Linked DNA regions of Mus musculus: region 1 is linked to region 2. The links are chromatin contacts, called in public promoter capture Hi-C maps. All regions are on one chromosome and are shown on one strand. The core of a region is the stretch at or near the end of the contact, and the rest is flanking DNA. Distances in the headings are between cores, read along the strand shown. Region 1 holds the start of Pir (pirin). Region 2 holds the start of Txlng (taxilin gamma).

Region 1 (6,333 bases), core at 2,953-5,452, 1.4 Mb after region 2:
CCTGAGGTAGAGGAAGTGGCCAAATAAGGAAATAGACCTTGGTGGTTAGCTTTACGAATGTAGTCTAACTTTTTTTCTTTTAGCAAGACAGAGGGGAATAGGAGAAGGGTAAGGCCTGCTAGAGCCTAGCTACACACACACACACACACACACACACACACACACACAGAGAGAGAGAGAGAGAGAGAGAGAGAGGAGTGGGGTGGATATGGACAAATATGTGTTGACAATATAGGATTCTTTAAAGATTATAGTAGTGGAATTTGGAGTCATTTAAGAAAGATTTTTTTCCCCATTTTTTATTAGGTATTTAGCTCATTTACATTTCCAATGCTATACCAAAAGTCCCCCATACCCACCCACCCCCACTCCCCTACCCACCCACTCCCCTTTTTTGGCCCTGGCGTTCCCCTGTACTGGGGCATATAAAGTTTGCGTGTCCAATGGGCCTCTCTTTCCAGTGATGGCCGCCTAGGCCATCTTTTGATACATATGCAGCTAGAGTCAAGAGCTCCGGGGTACTGGTTAGTTCATAATGTTGTTCCACCTATAGGGTTGCAGATCCCTTTAGCTTCTTGGGTATTTTCTCTAGCTCCTTCATTGGGGACCATGTGATCCATCCAATAGCCGACTGTGAGCATCCACTTCTATGTTTGCTAGGCCCAGGCATACTCTGACAAGAGACAGCTATATCAGGGTCCTTTCAGCATAATCTTGCTAGTGTATGCAATGGTGTCAGCGTTTGGAAGCTGATTATGGGATGGATCCCCGGATATGGCAGTCTCTACATGGTCCATCTTTTTATCTCAGCTCCAAACTTTGTCTCTGTACCGAAAGATTTTGTTCTTTTCCATGTCAGCATAAAGGTTTCTTTTGTGATACTCAGGATTCCAAAGGTGATTGATGGTCACATGTCCAGCTGATGGAAAAGGCTCTGAGTTCAAATGTACAGGGTACATTTCTCGCTCCTAACATGGACCCTTTCACGGTGGAGCAGTTTATGGCCTGTACTCCATTTGTAAAAAGTCTTCCCTCTCCCACCACTGTATTTCCATTTTAGACTTTTAGCTTTTCAGAAGTATTCTCTGTGTCTCTGTCTCTCCTCTCCTCTCTGCTGAAAGGCCTACAAGAGAATCCCCCTGCTCCGCCATAACTACACATGCCCTTGCTCTTGTCTTATACTTCAAGACCTGTCATCACCTTCTCTGAATGCAGAGGTGGAGCACATTTAGAATTCCAGAGAAATATCCAAAAAGGTGTTTGCTGAAATATCACTAAGAACATTGCCATTCTTTTTGAAGTTCTTTTATCATTAAATGCTATTTGTAACAGAGGAGCCTTTTCACCGGCACATCTGCACTTTGGAGGCATCTGCTATGGCCAGTGGGAGGATGTAACCATTATCATCTAGATCCCAGTGTAATGATGGTATGTTTCGATTAATGGCTGGTTGGTTGTCTTGGCAATCAATTAAATGGACATAGGTACTTTCTGCAAAGTTAGTCACTAACCTGGAATATTTTGAAGATCTACCTCTTTTCTCCTATGACATGAAAACTGTTATTCTGTTTCCTATTTTTAAAAATAAACTAAAAGCTTAAAGACACTGGACTTTGCTTAGAATTTTGTGGATCAGGAAGTTGGAAGGAACAGTGTTGGGTGTTCAGGTTGTATCCATGTGGCTTTGACTGGTACAGCTGGGGCTGATCCATTTTCAAGGTGGTTTGTGTTAAAGAGCAGCTGGTTTCCATGAAGCAGGGTGTGGCACCTGCCAGGTCATTTCAGAGATTCCCTCAGAAATGGCACATTGACTTGGTCATGGCAGCCACAAGCTCTACCTAGACCCAAGAGCAAAAGGAGTAACCAGCATATTTTAGTGGAGTGTCGGAGTCATATTTCAGAACGAACTTGTGAGGTAGAAGCTACTGTTCAGCCCATTGTAGGAAAAGGGGATCTTCCAAAAAATCAATAAACAATGGCCTTAGAAAACAATATATAGGTGATTTTCAGGTCAAATGTCCTCCTAGACTTGAGGAAACAATTAGCACAGGTTGTCCAGAGAGCATGACATAGAAAGCAAGAGCCAAAAAGTGAAGTGAAAGTGAAGTAAGGCAAGTTCTAGACAGGCACAGGAAATTAACAAGAGACAGGTGTGTATGTGTGTTCATCCCTCCGCACCGCCACACAAGTGGCTGGGGCTGAGAACGTTCAAAGACATCAAAGAACTTTCTCCCAAGCCAGTGAGAAGCCACTGAGGGCTCCAGGCATTTGCTTTCTATTTGCCTGCCACTTGAAAAATGGTTTGGCCAGTGCTGAATCTGAAGGCAGGAGGAGTGGGTGGTGATTGGGGAAGATGGATAGAGGCCTTCAAAATGGGAAGGTTTGGATGCGCTGAACTCTCTGAATCCACAGGCTTTTGTGTTGAAAGAGTGTGAAGGCAAAGCTTGCAGTCCAAGCCCCAGCACCTGGTTGAACGTTGGACTGGTTGAGGAAATACAAGACAGTTTATTTATATGGTCTGTAATGTGCCAGCCAGGGTGTTCATACTTCTGTTTTATGTGGAAACTATTTCAGAAATAATTACAGATGGGAAGTACCAATACCTTATTAGTCCACAGCAGTTTGAAGTTTGCATGCATAATCTGTTAGTCTTGAATTGCTGAAGGTAGGCAGAGTCAGTTTGAACCCCACTGATATGAAAAGCTCAGGGAAAAGAGTTAAAAAACAGAATTTATTGTGAATGCGTTTTAATATAGATTTGGGTATCGGCATTAAGGAAGACAGATAGCCATTTCAAGAAAAGACTATATACACCCAAGTGTGGCCATGAATTGAGGCAGGGAGGGGAGAGTGCAACTTTATGAATTTGCATGTCATCCTTGTACAAAGGCCATGATATTTTCCTCTCTACTGTTCCCATTTTTAGTGTGTTCTGCCCAATTGAGCACCAAGGAAAAGTCTTTGTTCTTCCACTTCCCCATTCTTCTACAGCAGAAATCTGTAGTCTGAAAGGTAAGAATGCCTTTTCACATCTTGAGGTTGAAGAGCTTGGGGATCTAGCTCAGTTGGTAGATTGCTTGCCTAGAATACACAAAGCCCCGGGTTCAGTCTCCAGCACCATGTAAAACTGGGCACGCTGGTGAATGCTTCACTGTAACCCTAACACTTGGGAACTGTGGGAAGGAAAGTCAGAAGTTCAAGGTTATCCTAGGCTCTCTAGGGAGGTAAGACCAGCCGGGGATATGGGGAACCATGCCCCCCAAAAACCAGCTGAAATATAAAGTCAAAAGAAGACTTTCATGACAGCTGAGAATTGTACGAATTCAAAACATAATCTTATGAATTCTAATTTCATTATCCAAAATCAAATTTTTATTAAAACACAGCCACCACACTCAGCAGGCGTTGTCTCTGGCTGTTTCTGGCTACAAAAGCAAATGGGAGCAGTCTCCACGGAAGACCCACAGAGCTGGAAAGTAAAAAGACATTTACTGTTTATTCCTTTTCAGTTTCCCAGGCTCGTAGTTTTGTTTTTGTTTTGTTTTTTTTAAAGAGGCATCACTTTCACTCTTTTTCCAAGAAAAGACAATGAACTTCCGGGTATCTAAAGAACATTGCGTATGGTAGCCTGTCTTCTGATTAAAAGTCCTAGGAAAACTAGATTGCTTCCTGGCTGTGGACAAACCCTCACCTCCTGAGGCTAACTCTCTAAGGCCTGCTCTTGAAGCCCAACAAAACTCAAGCCCTTCTATGATTCCCTATTAGAGTGTGCCTTCTCTTTCAGCAGGAACAGAGATTCTTTGGTTCTTACATCTGCTCTGCCTCTGCCCCATTCTCATTGGCAAACAGCAAGAAGCGTATTTATTTATGAGAGATAACTGTGTAGTACCTATGCGGAGACATGCTCATTTCATTCTCATTACAGCCTTACAGTCTTGGTCCTGTCAGCTTTACCACGCTCATTTCACTGGGGATAATGCATAGAGAGGCTGAGTCACTCCCCCAAACGGGACAAGTGGTTAGAAAACATTCTTGCTCATACGAAGCGTTGGGTGACAAGATGACTTGAGTGAGGACAGGTTTTCCAAGAGATTCTAAGGGGCTGCAGAGCACTTGAGTGTCCCATACATTCCTGGGAGGCGGGCAGCGCGCCCCCAAGAGGCCGGGGTGCGCATCACTCTTTGGACCGACTTTCAAAAGGCAGATCCAGAGAGCCATGGGGCGGAGTCAGAGAATCCAAACCCAGGGTAAATAAAGGGTGTGTCCCCCGGTCCAAGGCCCCTGAGACCTAGAGACTCCCGCCTTCTGGAGGCCCGCAACAAAGCGCTGAGTCACGCTGACTGACGGCTGGCGCTCCGCAAACCTGTCCTCCCTTTGCTGTGTCCCTGCCGCTGTGGAGTCTAGGCACCTCCGACTGTGGCCTCCCTCCTGGGCCTGCGCTACTGCCCAGTGAGTGGCCTGGGGAACTCAGCCCTCGTGAGAGTGGTGTGTGTATGTGTGTGTGTGTGTGTTGGGGGTGGGAGGAATGCTCCGACCAGTTTTCATGATGCTGTCTTTCCCAGCTCACTACTGGGGCTCGGAGGGGAGCTGAGGGAGGGAAATGCTTAAATAGCCACCACGATTTGAGATGATAGCTTGGTTTTTCTCTTGGCAACACACTGCAATTAGTTAACTGCTTTATCCTTGTTCCTGTGTATAGGGCCTAAATGTGGGAGTCTGGAAGAAGCCAGAAAAATTAGGTGGAGGCAAAACTACTTACTAGTCGCTTATGTGTGGATGATTACGGGGCTGGACTCAGAAGTTCATTTCTGTCTCCCACATTTCATGGCCCAATAGATGCATGTTGTTTGCCTGCTAGAGAGGATCCGTTTTAGGATCTGCCTTCACAAACTGAAGGGTGCTTCTATGTTGAGTCCCTATAAAGAACAGCAGCTCACTTTCTTACAGCCCTATTTACATCCTTTGAGGCAGACGCTTCTTAATCCCATTGTATAGATGGAAAAGCTGAGACACACAGCATCCCAAATGAAAGCAGCCTGGAATGTGGCAAAACTGAGATGTAAATCTGAGGTGTCCAGTTCCAGAATCTGCCTGTTATTAAAGTGCTTCTCTTAGTTTAAGGAATCTTTGAAGGATTGGTTAGAGTTCATATGGTGATCAGATCTGGGGCTTGGAATTACTTGTCTGCAAACACCTGAAGTTAGAAGTGTGTGTGTGTGTGTGTGTGGGGGGGGGTGATTGTATTTGTTGTGTGATATTTCCTTGGTTAGGACTTAGACTTCAATCAATAATGGAACACTTTTGAATAATAAATGTAGTATATGTGTTGTTCCTGAATCATCGGTTCCATTGCCTGGGGTACTTCATAAATGGTTTGTCTGTGCTTTAGAGGACTTTATTAAGAAGTTCAAAGATTTCTTGCCTAAAAAATTACCTGCACAAGATCTACATAAAATTAAGTCAGCCAGTAAGAATACCAACACAGATGGGAGAAGGTTCCACGAAGTACCACCCCTAACTGAGGAACTTGGGCAGTTGGAGGCTGCTGGGGTAGGAAGTGTCAGTTCTCTTTAAGGAACTGACCCCTATTAGGATGCCCATGCTTCAGTAGATGACCCAACACCCATTCGTATAAGAATGGGCATCACTTAGTCTCAGTAGGCTATGGAAAATACAAGATTACATTGGGAGTGAGATGTGGAGCAGGGGTCTGAAAGGAGTTGGAAGGGGAACAAAGGGTTGCTATGATTAAAAAAACCCGCATTGTAAACATGCTTAATATTATTAAGAGATGAATTTTTAAAAATGGCCACGGACTTTAGAGATAGATGAGTATTTGAATTCAGTGGCCCTTGCAGATTTCCTTCCATGCCAGCATCATCATATTCTGGTGAGAGTCACATACCCCTAGTGTTTTCCATTTGCTTCCAGTATCACCAAAAGAGCTCCCACTTCCATCTTCCACCGCATGTCGTGGGGTAGCCATTGAAGGGTGTGTGCACGGTGTGAGGAGGTCAAGTATGCCTGCCACTGAAGGGAAGCGTAGAAAATGTTCTTTAGATATCCCTGCTGAGTTCTTCCAAAGAGTTGCTATTGTGAACTTTTGGACAAGATGACTGCAGGATTCTAAGAGGTAACTGCTAATAATAGGGTTCTAGGTACCTCGTAAATACTAATACATGCACACCATAGCTGTGTTTCTAAAAATCACCTAATCTAGGCCATGATCATAGTCAGTATTCAGTAAATTGCCACTATAAAGATTTGGAGCAAGTCTAATGTTAATATCCTTAGTTTATAATCTGTAGATATTTCCTCCATTGTGATTTCTTT
Region 2 (6,897 bases), core at 239-2,738:
CAGACCTTTGTTCTCCCTTTTGAAGTTCATGAATCGCATTAGAAAAATATTATTTCGTAACTTCATACAGGAGTGGCTTTTAAGATTAGTCAAATACATAATTAAGTAATATTAAATAGCTCTCAGTGGTCAAGCAGGGTGTCCAACAAGTCAAGCGGTTTCAGTATGTTCTCCTGCAAGGCAAAGGGATGGAATTTACACTTTTTCAATACCATACACCCCAGTTCTTGGTTCCTGGGCCTGAAAGCCCTGTACCCTACTCGTTGTGCAATCATTGTCAAAACTCCACCCACTGAGCTCCAGAACAAGTGGATTTCTCCCATTCTGAAAGAGATCTCGATTTTCTTGTATCCAGGGAGACACTGAAAACTCCTTGACGTGAGTCAAGTAAGGCAAGGGGAAACAAACAGTCCAGCTCTTCTCCTAGATTAAGAAAGACCAAAACCGAAGCCCAGGAGGAAACTCAAGTTTCCACTTATCAAATTAAAAAGAAAGAAAAGAAACAGAGGGTAGTGGCAGGAAGCCGGAGACAGCTATCAGAAGATGATGCTGGTTCCCCAGCATCACCACCTCATCCCCAGCCTCACACTCAAGGCAGGTCCATGATGCCCAGAGACCAAGCCCCGTTGTGGATCCCGGGAGCCCCGCGGCGTCCCCCGCGTAGCCACCCGCGCAGTGTCGCGGGGGACCGCGGGGGGGCAAGGGGAAGGGGGGAAGGGGCGAAAGGCAGCCCCGGCTTCTGCGCTGTTATCTTACTGCGCAACAGCCTCAGCTCTGAGGCCGGGGAGCACCCCGCAGCGCGCGCCCTACGCACCTGCCCAACACGGAGAGGGCTACCCCGTACCCCGATAAGCCCCCACCCCCACCCCGTCACCTCCTTGGGCAGCGGAGTCCCAGTGCCCGGTGACCACACAGGCTGAAGACTCAACACCCGGGGCAGCACCCGCCGCACGTGGCTGTCACACCTGGAGCGCCCCTGCCTAGCACCCCTTCACCCTCTCAGACCGGGGTCCACCATGTCCTCCCTCAGCCCCCTACTAGGCGTAGTGTCCCCAAGTCCCAACCACCGTCCCTTCTCACCAGATCCATTTCAGTCACAACCACCCCGCACCTGCTCCCCAACTATCGTCACTCTTCTGAAGGAAAAGGGGGAACGGGCCGGATGTTCGTCCCGTAGCTAAAGGTAAAGGGGTAAGTGAAGAGGTGAACCCCAAAAAGGGTAACCCAATCATCCCCGCGACCCAACCACAACGAAGGCGTCCCCTCCACTGACCTTCTGCGGGGGGCTACGTCGCCGTCCGCCCCGTCCGCCCTCACTAGCCTCCTCAGTACCGCCGCCTCTTCCTCGCGTTACCTCCTCAAGCCGAGTCGCCATGAGGTGACGGCAGCAGCCAAACAAGCGGCTGGACCAGGGGCACGGAACCTCTCAGGGGCTTCAGCCCCGCCCCCTTTACACCCCAACCAATCGTAGCGTGAGAGTCTTCTCACGTGACCGGAGGAGGTTGGCTCCTGAGGAAAGGCAGTTTGTTGGGGGTGGGGAGCGTAAAATTTTGGGCTGGGCTTCTGTTAGGGCCGAAGGGCAGACAGAGGCCGCTGGAGTCTGCGCGGACCGGGAAAGGGAGTAGACTACGAGTCCCAGAAGAATGTGCGGCCCCGGCGTCCAGCCATGAATCCGGATAGGAGCGTCCTGGGGGAAGAGTACCCGCTGTGCTGAGTGTGCAGCCTTCTGGGGCTTGTAGTCTCTGAGCGGCAATGTCGCGGTACCGGAAAGTAGTCGTTATTAACCTACAAGAAAAGTTTTAAAATCTTCCAGAGTTTGAGAAGGAATAGAATCAGAGACACTTCTTTGTGGTTTTGCTTTTTTTGCTCTTCTTCATAATTGTGCAAGTATAATTTGAGAATAAGAGACTCTTTTAACTTCGCTATTTTCGAGGTGGGAGATGCAGTCTCAGAATTTGGAACATTGGACACTTGCCCAGAGTACAGCCTCTCTACCAGAGTTCTCCCCAAGGTTTAACTGTCCAGAGTTCCTTTGGGCTGGAAGCCTATTCACCTTTGCCCAACTGATCTGGCTTCAAGTACAGTTCTCCATGTTAGTTCAAGATTAATTCGTATTTAAAATGTCTTGCTTTTTGCACCATATGTTTTGCTAATTAAAAATATCACGAACTCTGTTTACTAAAACAGTTATTTTTTTCTTGATATGTTAGAGAAGGTCACTCAGAAATATCCCCTGTTTTCTATTTAATGGAACCAGATCCTTAGTGGCCTAGTGTCTAGAAGTCACTGACCATCACAAAATCCGGAATTGAAATAATTCACTATGAAAATCTGTACAAATATACTTTCCTACAGTTGAACACAAAACAGTGATACCAGGAGCCAAAACTTAAATAACTTGAGGGACTGAAAATTTCAAATGAGCAAATTCTTAGGAGAAAATAGGGTTGGTTTTGTTATTAATGTTGTTTGGGGGTTTTATTGTTATTTTTTTTTTTTGTGGTGCTCATTATCAAACCACGGATCTCATACATACAACACCTGCACTCAACCACTGAACTACACTCCAGCTCAGTTCAGTTGAAGAAATTCTTTTTTTTTTTTTTTTTTTTTTTTTTTTTTGGTTTTTTTGAGACAGGGTTTCTCTGTGTAGCTCTGACTGTCCTGGAAGTCACTCTGTAGACCAGGCTGGCCTTGAACTCAGAAATCCACCTGCCTCTACCTCCCAAATGCTGGGATTAAAGGCGTGTGCAACCACACCCAGCCATGCTGAAAAAAAATTTTTAAGATTTTATTTATTTATTTATTTATTTACTTATTATATATGATGAGTACCCTGTAGCTGTCTTCTTTTTAAAATTTATTTATAATAACAAATATGTACACTGTAGCTGTCTTCAGACACACCAGAAGGACATCAGATCTTATTACAGATGGTTGTGAGCTACCATGTAGTTGCTAGGAATTGAAATCTGGATATCTGGAAGAGCAGTCAGTGCTCTCCAGCCCAAAGTTTTGGGGGTTTTTTTGGACTTAGAAAGAAAATCTCATTTACAGTTCATACGTTTATAACAGATGTCAGAAAATTACTCCTTAACCTGCTGTGGTGTTGCAACCTTTGGAGACCCCCATGCAGGAGACAGAGACAGGTGCATCTCTGTGAGTTTGAGGCTAGTCTGGCCTACTTAATGAGTTTCAGGCCCAGCCAGTATTACATAACCCCGTCTCAAAAAAAAAAAAAAAAAAAAAAAGGAAAGAAAGAAAAGAAAAGAAGCCTGGCACTGGTGTATAACAGGACAGCTGGACTACATAGAAAAACCCTATTTCAAAAAAACAAAAGGGAAAAAAAGGGAGAAAGAAAAGAAAATTGCTCCTCAATATGTTAATTTTTTCAGGAGATTTGAGAGTATAGTTACTTCTGATTGTTTAGTATGCCAACTAGGCATGCCTGTAATCCCAGCTTTGGGGGAGTCAAAATTACAACTAGAAAAGAGAATCTTGGCTACATAGTTACAAGGCCAGGCAGAGTAGTGCGGTCAAGCCAGCCTGGTCTACAAAGTGAGTTCCAGGACAGCCAGGGCTATACAGAGAAACCCTGTCTGGAAAAACAAACAAACAAAAAAAGGCTAGTCTTGCTTAATATCTACATACCAAGTTCCAGGCCAACCAGAGCTATCACAGTGAGACCCTGTCTCTCTCTCACACACACACCTCAAGAAAGAATGCACTGTAGCACAAATGATAAAGTAACTTGAGAAGGGGGGTAGGGCGGGGGATACACTGTAGCACAAATGATAAAAGTACTTGAAACCTGGGCTCAAACAAAGAATAAACTGTAGCAACAATGATAATGTAACTTATAAAACTATACAAAAGATAGCTTTTGCCAGGTCACACACACACACACACACCCTTCATGAATCAAACCAATTTGTTTTGATTTTTTGTTTGTTTGTTTGAGACAGGGGTTTCTTTACATAGCTCTGACTGTCTCGGAACTCCCTAGACCAGGCTAACCTAGACCTCACAAAGATCTGCCTTTCTCTGCAACCTAAGTGCTGAGATTGAAGGCATTTGCCACTTGGCTCCTTTTCTATTTCTGAAAGTATAATTTGATTACAAAATGCTTCCCTTCCCTTCCCTTCCCTTCCTTCAAACCTTCCCAACCACCCCACATTGCCCTCCAGCCACTGCTAGCTAATGTATTCTATTGAGAGCTCAGATTCCAGGCCTAACAGATTCAAGTCTTTGTTTCTGAGTCTTAAAGGGGCACTCCATACAGTCTTCGGTGATTGTTTTCACCTTTGTTCCAGGAAGTATCTGTTTAAAGCACAGTGCTTGTAAATTTGCTTGACAATAGAGTAAAGGCCGTGCAAACCACAGCTCCCAGCAAGCCGGAATTCTCTAGGGCTCACAGAGGGCTGGAGCTCTGACCTTGGTAAGTGGTCTGTTTATTCAAAGGACCTTATTTATTATTTGCATTGTTTTTCATTGGGGGAAGGAGCTGAAGAGGTGGCTTCCCAGTTAAGAGTGCTTGGGGCTCTTGCAGAGGACTGCAGTTAGGTTCCTAGCACCTGCGCCATGCAGCTCACAATTACCTGTAACTAAAATTTCAGGGCATCTCACACCTTCTTTTTTTTTTTTTTTTTTTTTTTTGGTTTTTCTAGACAGGGTTTCTCTGTATAGCCCTGGCTGTCCTGGAACTCACTTTGTAGACCAGGCTGGCCTTGAACTCAGAAATCCGCCTGCCTCTGCCTCCCAAGTGCTGAGATTAAAGGCGTGCGCCAGCATGCCGGGCTCATCACCCACCTTCTTATCGCCTCCTAGGGCATCTGCATGCATGTGCACATGCTAACTACAGGCACATACACACACAAGTACATATAAGAAAGTTTTAATCGTGATAAAAATAAATCTTGAATTTTTCTTTTCTTTTTTTCTCCAGTGATGAGGACAGAACCCAGAGGGACTTCTGCATGCCATCAAGGGCTCAACGACTGAGCCACGTTCCAGGCCCATTCAGAACCTTATTAGTCTTGGACATGTGGCACAAAACTGCTCCTGTGCCTATGAAGCCCAGTTCTGAGCTTTCATATGTTCTAGCCATCATTTTTGCGAATCAGGAAGCGTTCTAGACAGACTCATCACTACTGCAGAGGGAGAATTCTGCTGCTGCTGCATTAGGTATCTAGGACGTGGACACCCTCAGAACTCATAGCTGGAGGCAAGACTATTAAGATATTTAAACTGTGATATTCTTCTTCCCTTGGTTTTGTTTAAAATTTTAACTTTTGAGGCTATTTTTGAATACATAGCATCTCACTCTAGAGTCCAGGCTAGCTTGAACTGGCAACAATACTTCTACCTCCCCCTCCCAAGTGCTATGAGTATAGCTATGAGCCACACCACACCTCCATTCCTACCATTTATTTTGTCTTTCATTCTTCTTTTCTTTTCTTTCTTTCTTTCTTTCTTTCTTTCTTTCTTTCTTCCTTCCTTCCTTCCTTCCTTCCTTCCTTCCTTTCTTTCTTTCTTTCTTTCTTTCTTTCTTTCTTTCTTTCTTTCTTTCTTTCTTTCTTAAGATGGATCTTCCTTTGTAGTCCTAGCTGGCTAGCCTGTCCATGTAAACCAGGCTGGCTTCAAACTCATAGAGACCAACTTGCTTCTGCCTCCCAAACACTGTTTTTAAAGGCATGCACTTCCATATTCAGCTAGTTTTAAACTTCTCATCAAATTGCATCAGGCTGTGTGGGTTTGATGAGAGAGAGAGAGAGAGAGAGAGAGAGATATTTGTATTCTGTGATACACATTGATAATAAGGAACCATTTTTGTTCATTTTGGTTTTGTTTACTTTATATGTCAGATCTGAGAGCTTGGGTAATTGATATCTGCCCAGAGAAAAAGGGTAACTTGGATTTCCCCTCCAGGAAGCCCAAATCCCAGGCAGTGTCCTAGGTGCTCATGTTACAAATTTTGGACTTCTGTGATAGTGAGGGCAAGGATGGGGCATGGGATATATGTATCCTCGATACCTACAAAATGCCAGGCATAGAGAAAGCTCTCAACACGTACTTGCTGAGAAAAAAGGGGGAGGATAAGATCCCTTGTACTCAGGCATGGTGATTCATGACTTTAATACTGGTACTCTGGAGGCAGAAGCAAGAGCATTGCCCAAAATTTGAGGACAGTCTGGTCTTCAAAGTAAGACTCTGTCTCAAAGAAGAGGAGGAGAAGGAGGAGGAACTGAGGAGATGGCTCGGTTGATAAAGTGCTTGCTAGGCGCCAGGCATAGTGGCACAGGCCTTTAATCTTGGGAGGCAGAGGCAGGCGGATTTCTGAGTTCCAGGCCAGCCTGATCTACAAAGTGAGTTCCAGGACAGCCAGGGCTATACAGCGAAACCCTGTCTCGGAAAAAAAAAAGTGCTTGGTAGGCAAACACACAAACACAAAGACCCAAGTTTCATCCCCAGCACCCATATGAAGAACTAGGCTTGGGCTGGAGAGATGACTTACCCACTAAAACCATTTGCTATTGTTGTAGAGGAATTGTGTTGGGCTTCCAGCTCACAATCATCCATAACTCCAGTTCCAGGGGACCTGATGCTCTCTCCTGAGTGGCACCAGCCACTCATGTGGTATACATACACACAGGCAAAACACTCCTGTATATATAATCTAAATGTAAATAAAGCAAGCCAGGCTTTACAGCACATGCCAGTAAATGAGGGATAGAGGAAGAGATTGGTGAATCCTGGAGCTTGCTGGCTAAGCAGCCCAGCCTAGCCTTATCAATGACTTCCAGGTTCTAGTGAGAGATCCTAACTCAAACAACAAGATGAAGATGCCTGAAGAGGAATGGCATTCCAAAGCTGTCCTCTGGTCTACAAACACATACA

The links. Promoter capture Hi-C pulls out the DNA fragments that hold promoters and counts their contacts.
Region 1: a contact with region 2 is called in a promoter capture Hi-C map of erythroid cells, with 8 times the contacts expected there. The contact joins the promoter of Pir here to the promoter of Txlng in region 2. A contact is called at or near these places in 3 of 39 promoter capture datasets (embryonic stem cells, erythroid cells and liver).

Annotation. Positions count from the first base shown.
Region 1 is chrX:164,265,229-164,271,561 of GRCm38.p6, forward strand. Pir (pirin) reads left to right here and starts at 4,203. Exons shown (of 10, transcript NM_027153.3): 1 at 4,203-4,449.
Region 2 is chrX:162,827,966-162,834,862 of GRCm38.p6, forward strand. Txlng (taxilin gamma) reads right to left here and starts at 1,489. Exons shown (of 10, transcript NM_178935.5): 1 at 1,274-1,489. The coding sequence starts at 1,375.